2 separate regions of the Ovis aries genome follow, and region 1 is linked to region 2. The links are chromatin contacts, called in public Hi-C maps. All regions are on one chromosome and are shown on one strand. The core of a region is the stretch at or near the end of the contact, and the rest is flanking DNA. Distances in the headings are between cores, read along the strand shown. Region 1 has its middle 15 kb from the start of CXXC5. Region 2 overlaps DNAJC18 (DnaJ heat shock protein family (Hsp40) member C18).

The links. A called contact is a pair of places that touch in the nucleus more often than the background predicts.
Region 1: a contact with region 2 is called in a Hi-C map of muscle, with 4 times the contacts expected there. The contact joins two enhancer-like sites. A contact is called at or near these places in 6 of 16 Hi-C or Micro-C datasets (blood, hypothalamus, liver and 3 more).

The regions. Positions count from the first base shown.
Region 1 is chr5:48,493,596-48,498,464 of ARS-UI_Ramb_v3.0, reverse strand. No RefSeq gene overlaps it. Among named protein-coding and RNA genes, the nearest start is that of CXXC5, 15 kb to the left of the region's middle. Within about 2 kb of position 1,539, at least 8 of the 54 cell types and tissues checked have an H3K27ac peak or open chromatin away from gene starts, as enhancers often do. A contact at or near this core is called in hypothalamus, where this site is marked.
Region 2 is chr5:48,347,691-48,352,580 of ARS-UI_Ramb_v3.0, reverse strand. It overlaps DNAJC18 (DnaJ heat shock protein family (Hsp40) member C18), which reads left to right. Exons shown (of 8, transcript XM_027970295.3): 8 at 3,953-4,890. The coding sequence ends at 4,077. Among named protein-coding and RNA genes, the nearest start is that of SPATA24, 9.5 kb to the right of the region's middle. Within about 2 kb of position 2,615, at least 24 of the 54 cell types and tissues checked have an H3K27ac peak or open chromatin away from gene starts, as enhancers often do. A contact at or near this core is called in hypothalamus, where this site is marked.

The sequences.
Region 1 (4,869 bases), core at 290-2,789, 150 kb before region 2:
TACAACTGAAAAGTTATGGGTCTGTGATTCAAATCCGGATTTGACTTCTGTTTCTCAAAGGCTACAGTTTAGGCTCACACCCATATGCATAAACACTAAGGAATGTCCATGCTCACAATTCTCTCACACTCTCACAAGTTCCTACACACATGGGCAGCCCCCTCCCACACACACACACACAAGCAGGCCTACACTCTCCCACGCCTGGGGCCTGTCAGCCACATTCTCCATGGCTCCCTCCCTCCAACAGGGACAGTGGCAGGCAGTCCACATTCCCAGGTTTCTGCCCTGACCCTGCCGCCACCCCCCTTCCCCACTCAGAGCACACATTCCTCCTGCTACAGCCAGATAACCAGCCCCAGGGGGAGGCCTGAGAGAAAGCAAGGCATTCTGGGGGCCAGACTGCTGGCCTTACTCTGGGCTGTTTAAGCTAGTTCTATTCCCTGATCTAGCATGGTAGGAAGTCAGAAGCTTTCCCTGTAGATAGTCCCCATCCTTTCAGCCACACCAGACCCAAGGTTTCCCTCCTTATTCCAGGGCTGAGAGCTGGAAGCTGAGAGCTTCACACTCCAGGAGGACTCCAAGGGTCTCCCAACTCACCCTTTGGATGCAAAATCCCTTATACAGTTAGTAATTAAAGCAGGACCTAGGGAACCCCCAGGACTCCCCTCTCTGCCACTCTAAGAGTCTCACAATAGGTAAAAGCATAGGTTCCATGCACCAAGAGCCCCTAGGCAGTTTTCCCCATCTGGGGATAGTAGCAGTTAAATTCTCACAGCTCTGCCTAGGGTGCAACCACTTGGTGGGTTCAGCAAATCTGGAGTTATTTGCATACCCAGATGGCTAAGCCTGGAATTTCAAAGAATTCCCCAAGAAGAGGCAGCTGGCTTCCGGGTAGTGGCCCTGGAGGCTCACAGCTGTTGGGCTGGAAGACTGGGGACTGGGGCCCCTAAACACAAGATAAGATTGAAAAGGACAAGGGAATAATATTTCCCAGGTCTTATTACCACTCCCAGCTCTGTTCCTCCTGTCCTCAGCCTCCATCTCTCAGGTATGAAGTCATGTCCTGGTTGCCCAGAGTAGGTAGGCAGGCAAGACTAGTTGGCTAGTCATAGGGACTGCCTAATCTTTGGGGAAAGGTTAATGGTAGGCACCAGGCAGAGAAGTACTAGAAATATGGGGTCCCTTTATTCACATGAAGTAACAGACAGGTCTTTGTGCCCATGCAACCTAAAGCTAGGTGGCAAAGGCCCTGGCCTGGTCCTTACAAACCTGTCCACACACATGCACATAGCTACTATACCAATGCTGAGGGGAAAAGGTGGCTTGATACTTCTGGCAGACCTTGGGCTAGAATACTAACCTGTTTCCTTACTGTGATTAAGGCTATGATGGAGCGTAACTGAGCTAGGCACCGGGCCACCCAGTTCTGGATAATCTGTAAACAAAGCCAAGCCCAAACAGGCCTCCCCAGCCCAACAAAAGCCCCTCCCAGGTTCTGTCCAAGCAGATTTACTGACCACCCACTTCATGACTGTTATAGCTATAGGTCACCACTGCCCTCTGCTGGCAACTCAGGTACTAGCATCCACTCAGACAGCTCACTCTCTACCCAAGCAAAAGCCCCTTTCAGTCACCTCCTCCATCTGAGGGCACAGAAACTTAAACCTACTCAACTGTTAGTTAAAGTTAGAGGGTGGCAGGGGACAGGATAAGCAGGGAAGAACCCAGGGACGGTGTTAAGAGGAGAAATCACAAAGAAATTCTGCCAAATCTTCCCAAAATTTACACCCCAAACTTGAAGGATCCTTTCTATCCAGCTTGGAAGTTAAAAAACTGGAGAAGGCAATGGCACCCCACTCCAGTCCTCTTGCCTGGAAAATCCCATGGACAGAGGAGCCTGGTGGGCTACAGCCATGGGGTCGCTAAGAGTCAGACACGACTGAGCAACTTCACTTTCACGCACTGGAGAAGGAAATGGCAACCCACTCCAGTGTTCTTGCCTAGAGAATCCCAGGGACAGGGGAGCCTGCTGGGGTACCATGGGGTTGCAGAACTGGACACAACTGAAGTGACTTAGCAGCATCAGCAGAACCTTCCCCTTACTCTGTCTTATGCTCTTTGCCCCCTCCAAAGAAGGGCCAGGCTTAGATGACCCAGAGCCATTCTTTGACAAAGCTCAACTTCTCTGGCAGATCTCAGAAAGCCTTCGTTCCCCTGGTTCCTTCTGTTACACTGTAGCAGGTGACTGAAAGTCCTGGGCATCTCTGAAATGCCATCTTCCAACTTTTACTTCAACACCCTGCAAGCAGCCACACCATTCAAAGACGGCAGAGATGTAGAATGTAGGTGGAGGGGACACTGCCCAGAAGAACCAGTAGCCCCTCAATTAGCTGGAGGTAGATCCCATGCCCCAGCTGTCAGGGAGTTAATCTAGATTTGCTAACTCAAGCATGGAACATCTCACCCCTGAGCTGGCTCTGGAGCCCAATTGTCAGTTTGTATTTGTGTATTGTTTCTAGAAACCTCCAAGTCAGATGGTCTAGGCAGCAGCAGCTATGGAGCTTCCAAAGCTACCTTCATTTCCTATGGAAAATCAAGGGTGAAAAAGCTGGCCAAACCCTCCCTACTCGTAATTCTTGTTCTCTAATAGGCCCTACAATTTATGGTAGGGGAGTATCCTTTAAGAATCAAGATTCCTAAGTATTTAGGAAGAAATTCAAATAGGAGAACAAGTGACTCAGGGCAAGAAGTGAGGTGCCTGGGAAAATGGCTGCTGTCTCAGCTCATATCCTTAGAGAAGTCTGAAAAGGAACACAGCACACTAAGGCGGGCACTGCTCTTCTTTGGACATCCATCACCGGAGGCCTGACCTGGGCACTTAGTAACTTTTTCTTCACTTTGCCAAGTGATCAACCATTTGTTTTCAGTGTGCACCGTCAGGTCATCAGGAACCCCAGCCCCGGAAAAGGCCATTCTACTAACAACTCACACTGGAGGTTGTAAACAAACCCCCACGCAGCGGAAAACTATTAAACTGCTATTCTGGTGATAAGACCTTCATATCGTTCTTCATCTGATGAGAGGCAGTTTGAAGACAGGCATCTGAAGTTTGCTCTGGTTAAGATGCAGCTCCACAAAAAATTCAAAGATGAAAAGTAATCACTTGTCACAGAAATGTCCGACTCTACCTCTTCTTTAACTAGCCCTGGAACAGGCACTGAGAAAGGGCAAAGCTGGCTGGTGACTGTGTTACACTGAAGCCAAAGGCCTTAAAGTTGTACAGTCTCAGTCTTTGAGTTTTTCTGCTTATATTGATTAGGGTAAAATATGACAACAATGGGGGAATGTATTTGTTTTGGGATCACTCTAACAAAGTGATCCCATGGCCAGTTTTCATTATTTCTAGGCCCATCCCAAGAACTGGCCTGGATATACTCAGAGGGGCCTCAATAGCAACCACTTACATTAGCTGGGGGCTTCCCCTGTGGCTCAGCTAGTAAAGAAATCCACCTGCAGTGTGGGAAACCTGGGTTCAATCCCTGGATTGGGAAGATCGAGAAGGCTGGGGGTTAGGTTAGGAAAAGGTTTTTAAGAAACTGAGTACTGAAACTGAGTTCAGTACTGGGAACTCAGAGCCACTTTTCATCTAAGTGCACACAAAAGTAATAAGGAAATAGGGAACAGGCTCTAGGAGTGTCCCAAAGGAAGTCTATTTCTCTTCTTGGGTGGATATGAATGTATGTTCTGATAGACTGCTACCTTCATAGTTATTCTCACATTAAAAATCTGCTTTCTCCACACTTCTCCAGGCTGCCGGCCCAGCCAGGATCCTGAGTGGCTTTTTAGCACATTCAAAGTTCTATGTTTGGGAGCTATCACATGACAAACTGACTGGCGGAAAGTTGGAATGGTCTTGGGTACCTCCAACTTCTTGTGGCTCTATCTTATTACATATGGTGAAGATGTTTTAGACTATAAAGAAGAAATGGGTTGGAAAAAACTTTTGAAATGCTAATATAGTATGTTTTATATAGTGATTATAACAATTCCCCTGGGATTTACAAATCTGTTATTAATGTGCGAGAAAAAGCTTTATGTGAATATTATGTCAAATCAGCATTTGTGTTTTGCATCATCAAATTTTTTTTAAAAAAATCTGCTTTCTCTTATATAACACCATACATACTGGAATAACCCATCACTTAAAGACTGTTTCACAAATGGAATCAAAAGGAGACAAGTTCCTAACATGACTGACAATTTTCTGCAGGGGTAACAAAGATGCTATTCCTAAGTAGGAAGGAAGGAAAGATGTGTTCATAATTCAGAAGACCTAGGAACTCAAGAAAATTCTTCCACTAAAACCTACCCCCTGGATTTATTAAGGGGTATGGTACAGCATATGAGACAAGGCCAGTTTCACTTTAATTGCAGTCAAGGGGCAGTTTATGGGCTTTTCAATTGTAGTTTAGAAATAATTCATTTCTCCTCACAATAGGGCTCAAAATAACTTGTTGAGGCAAAGAGGAATGATTGGAAAAGTGGAATACTATAGTTGCTGGAAGCAGAAAAGGAGTGCTTTATTTGCTAAGTTAGTGCAGAGAACATGGACTCCTCTCTTTGACTACCATATCCTTCTCTCTTACAGACCTCCCTGCCACTCCCCTACCCAACAGTCCTCTTTCCAAATCTTTACATTACCCAAAATGTAGAAACTAGCGGACAATGGCCACTGGCCAGTAACAGAGTATGTGAGTATCTGAAATCATGTAGTTTTACTTAAAGAGACTGCTTCAACCATAACTTGATCAAGCGTTCCATTTTGTTGAGAAGCAAAGCAATTAACATATACACACCACTATATAA
Region 2 (4,890 bases), core at 1,366-3,865:
GTGTGTTTAAAGCCCTTCACTCATCCTACTGAGACAGTACCATCCTCACAGTGTTTGTGTCCTCTAGGTACATGACAGCCTCCCTGCTGGACTCTGGGCTCTCTGAGGTCAAAAACCATGTCATACTAATTTTGTGTCCCAAGCCCTTGGCACAGTCTTTGCTTCAGAACAGATGCTCAACAAATGTCTTTTGAAGAGAGGATTCTCAGGACTGGAAAAAGTGAAACTGCTGAGGGCTAGGGATCACTGAGCAGGGCTAGTGTCCTAACGCTGGCCCTGAGGGACCTTGTATCCACACTCTACTCCTGTAGGGTGGAGCCCACCTGACCTCTCAGTGCCTTAGGAGCATAGTGGGCATTGACTTGGATGTAAGGGGGAATTCAGCAGGAGGAGGGGATTGCTTTTTTTTTATTGAAAAAACAAAAAACAAGAGGTCTGGAAGTAACCCTACTCACTGTTAAACTAGGTTTTTCTAGTTTCAAAAACCAGGAAATAATTTTAGAGCAAGATAGAGGCCTTAAAGGCATTATAATTGATCGCCTGATCCAAATCAGGTGAGGGTCAGTGTATGTCCTAAGAGTCTCCATTGTTTTAGGCCCTGAGAGGGTTTTGAATTTATTGCTTTATGCAAGAAATTGATGAAAATATATATTTCTTAAATCCTCCCCCGCCCCCCCGCCCCACCCCACACACACCAGCTAGAACTATGCAAAGAGCTCATAGTTAGGATTTCCTGGTGGCTCAGATGGTAAAGACTCTACCTGCAATTCAGGAGACCCGGTTTTGATCCCTGGGTCAGGAAGAATCCCCTGGAGAAGAAATTGGCAACCCACTCCAGTATTCTTGCCAGGAGAATCCCATGGAGAGAGGAGCCTGACAGGCTACATTCCATGGGGTCACAAAGAATTGGACACAGCAACTAACACTTTCACTTTCATGGAAAGGATTACGCCTAAAGCGGCTTCTAGCCTTGTGTTCCCATCCTCGTGAGGCCTGCTTCCAGGGCTTTGGCACCCTCCAGGTATAATCAAGTGGGTGAGCATGACACGTGTACCCACAAGTTCCAAACCGGGGGTTATCAGCACACACCCCTTAAAAATCTATTTCTGGCATTTAAGGATGGTGGCTGTCCGGAGCCTCCACACAACCCAAGTGCCATTTGAGAACAGGCAGCATCTGCCCTCTGGATCCAACAGCAAGTGCAGCCAACGTGGTTAAATTTAGCACATGGATGGAGGTTGTAAAAATAAACCTGCTTGAGAACAAAGTTCAGTCTTGGCAAAATATCGAATGGAAACTGCTTTAGCAAAGGTTAGCCATTGTCTTTTAAAATCTTTTGTTAATTTCTTTGCTCTGCTCTTCCTTAGAATGCTTCATCAGAGTGAATTTCTGAGTACTCCTTTAGTGTAAACACTGATTGCCCTGTCTACTCCTTCACAGCTGCATCTAGATAATAAAGCCAGTGCTAGGGGAGGTGGCCATGGCCCTGGGCTGGCACAGACCGAAATGAAAGGCAGGACTGCCTCTGGACCTGGCTGAGCGGGACTGAGACCCCAGCCCTGCCTGGCAGAGGAGAACTGTCCATGCTCTGGAGCAGGATAGCAGAGAGGGCAGGAGCTTAGGCTTTCAAATGGGGATAAAATGAACTTCCTCCCAAAGAGGCTGTATGGATTATAGAAGATGACATGAGTGTAACACTTAGCATAGTGTCTAGCATATAGTAAGTGCCCAGATCCTAACAGAATCCAGACCTTGCTTGGCCTTGCTCAACTAGATGTAGCTCTGACTCACATGGCTGGATCATGATGGTGGTTGGGATCTGTCAGGACTCCCATCTGAGCTTTTGGGCAGAGTATTTTGGGAGAGGAGGCTCTGGGACTTGCTTCTCTTGGCAATTTGCCCAAGTCAGTTTACTCTGAAAGCTCAATGCTTGGTTCATCTATTACACTGGCATTCAGGGCAGGGGAAACATTATGCAGAGAAGAAAAAAATGTTCCCTGGATTCTGCCCCTGCCAAAGATTTTGTTTTTCCTTAGAAGTTACTGAATATTAACAGAACTTGTCAAAAGTAACATATTCTTTGAGTTGAGCTTTTGTTCATTGAAGTACAAAAGGATTCAGTGGCTATCTGGAGAGAAGTTTCTCCAACCATGATCATGGGGGTGTGGGGCATGGTTCCTTGAAACACTGTCCTTGTGCAGGGTCACTGCTCTGGAGCAGGGTTCTAAACCTTTGGAGCATGTTTTGAGAAAGCATTCATATATGTGCATGTATATTTTCTTTCATCAGCTTATTACAGTGGTTGTCAGTGTAGAAAATAGAAAGAATCACTAGCCGTTAATGTTTTCTGGAATGAGATTTCAGGCAGTGAGACATTTGGATAAGGTCAGTAACAAAAAAACCCTAAGGAAATCACTTCAAGGAAAAGCTGAGCCACAGAATCTGCTCTACATACTGGTGCAGCTGTGACTCCAGAGGACCACAGAGTCCTCTTGAACAGGTTTCCCACATGCCAAAGCAGCCAGACAAATGGAGTCAGTGCCCAGCTCTGGGTGGAACAAGGCAGCAAGGACTCTCATTTGGGTGCGGCCCATGATCCTCCACGAAGCTGCATCACCCGCGAGGATGCCTGTGCCAAGGCAAGCTCTGGCTGGCACGCAATGCAGGCCCCATGCCACGGGGTGAAAGCACATTGTTCTGGAGCCTAGGAGACTTGCTGCTTGCCAAGCAACTGCTGGGCCAGGGCCCGGGCTCTGAGCCCCTATTGTAGAGGGTGGGTTTTCATGCATCCCCACCCCTCACCCTAAAGTCCTGCACTTAATCTGCACTTTGGGCCTTACTTGGTGTAAACGGAATCATTGTGAGCAGAAATGCCAGTATTTTGTGTTGATAGAGACTTATTCAGAAACCAATGCTCATTGTTCCCTGTGGCTAAGTATTAAGTCCTGTTTCCAGTCAGTTTGCTGATTAATCAGACAGGTGCCTCTCGTTCACAAAGAAAAACAAAATCTGTCAGCAAGGTGATTAAGAATGAGTAGGCATATTTAAGAATGATTAAAATAGCATTTTCACAAGTGTGGGCCTTTAAACACTGAGTAGCTGTCTGCTGTTGAAGATACACAGGCCCTCCAAGCATGCCTTCCTGTTAATACACATCATGTCTCTAGAGGTTCTCTTCAGGCATTCCTTCCTCAGAGTGTCTCTGAAACTATACAAAAGAATAAAAAAGAGAGGTCGCCAAACCGCTGCTGAGTCCAGGAGGACAGCAGAGATTATATTCTGGTTAAAAATAGAATGACCTTCTCCACTATGAGGAGAAAATGAAATATATTTCGTCAAGGAGATAGAGGTCACCAGATCCAGATGATTTCACTTTTAAAAGAATCCAGCTGCCTTTGCCCTTTGAGTTAGGGGCCCCCCATGTGGTGAGGGCATGAAGGATGCAGCCAGCAGCCTGGGCACCTAGAGCAGGCAGGCCCCCCGAGGAGGGCTCTGTGTCCAGCAGCGCATGTGAGTTATGCTCCGGCGACTCGGGAAGGGTGAAGCAGCTGCCTTTGTTTCAGATGACAGGAACAGGCGATCGGACTCCATTCTCTCCCAACTGCCACTTGAATACCATTCGTAGGAAAGCCTTGAAACAGAGTCTCCTCTTACTGCACACGTGCAGGTTTCCTAAGTCTAGTGCCAAATGTTCTATTGATAAGAGCTAAGTCCGGTGCTTTTGTAATGGAGCACAGATACTGTCGGACTCCAGGATCACAGGTGTCCCTTAATCCTTAGCACCTGGTGTGGTATAGCTTCCTGATGCATGTTTCTCGAGTAAATGAGTTTTTTCTTAAATTGAAAGAAAAAGCATTAAATAAAGTAAAAGGAGCTTTGCTTCCAGAAGTATTGAAGTGAAACAAAGGAGCTCAACTCTCTTGATGAATTGGTTACCTCTTTTATCTTTCAGAGTCGGAGTTGACCAATTTGGCAGGATTATACAGAGATGAACGATTGAAACAGAAAGCAGAATCGCTGAAACTTGAAAACTGTGAAAAACTTTCCAAACTTATTGGCCTACGCAGAGGTGGCTGAGAGGCCGATAGTCCTACGCAGGCTCGGGGTTTTGCTACATGTTACTGTTTATGTTCCTAATTCCATTTTATAATACAAAATTAGGAAATGATGAACATTTCACAATTTGCTAACTTTGTTTGGTGGGCAGAGTTGGAGGCGCTTCAGCATGGAGCCAGACTTGTCATCACAGAATCCTTCCTGGGGATTGGCTTCAGGAACAAGGGGCAGGTCATCTAAATTCACGGCCAAGCATTAGATCCAGCCCCCTGAGCCGTACCTACCTGCCTCTAGGAATGTAGTTCACGGCATCCCAGAGCAGATTCCTATTTTCTTCCTTCTTCAGTGAAGTCTCGATACCCAGTCATTCCTAGGCTTAGCCAAAGCAGCTTAACATTGGTTGTTTACAATGTGCAACGAGAATTATACCTCTCCTGCTGTTAGAGTCACCTCCCCACCAGATGCAGCTGTTGTAACCACTCAGCTTTCCATTTTCAAAGGGGAATGCAGAGAAACGCAAACTGTTGTCCACAGTTTTCCATTTGCCTAATCTCTGTTCAGTTACTGGCATTAGCAAACTACCTGATTTCAGTTCCTTTTACTTTCTTAACCCTCTCTCTTACAGAGGGCCCAGAAATTAACAGTTACTGAGTAAACAGTTCAATGGACACACAGAAACAGGGGCCAGTGGTGAAGGTAAAAAGCAAGTCTGAGTCTCAGCTGTTCAGTGCAGTTTCCCTAGTCCATCATAGAACCCAGAGAATGTTCTTTGTCATTTTTCCTTGCAGCATCACACTGAGCTGAGTCCCTATACCCCATAGAGGTACAGTGGTC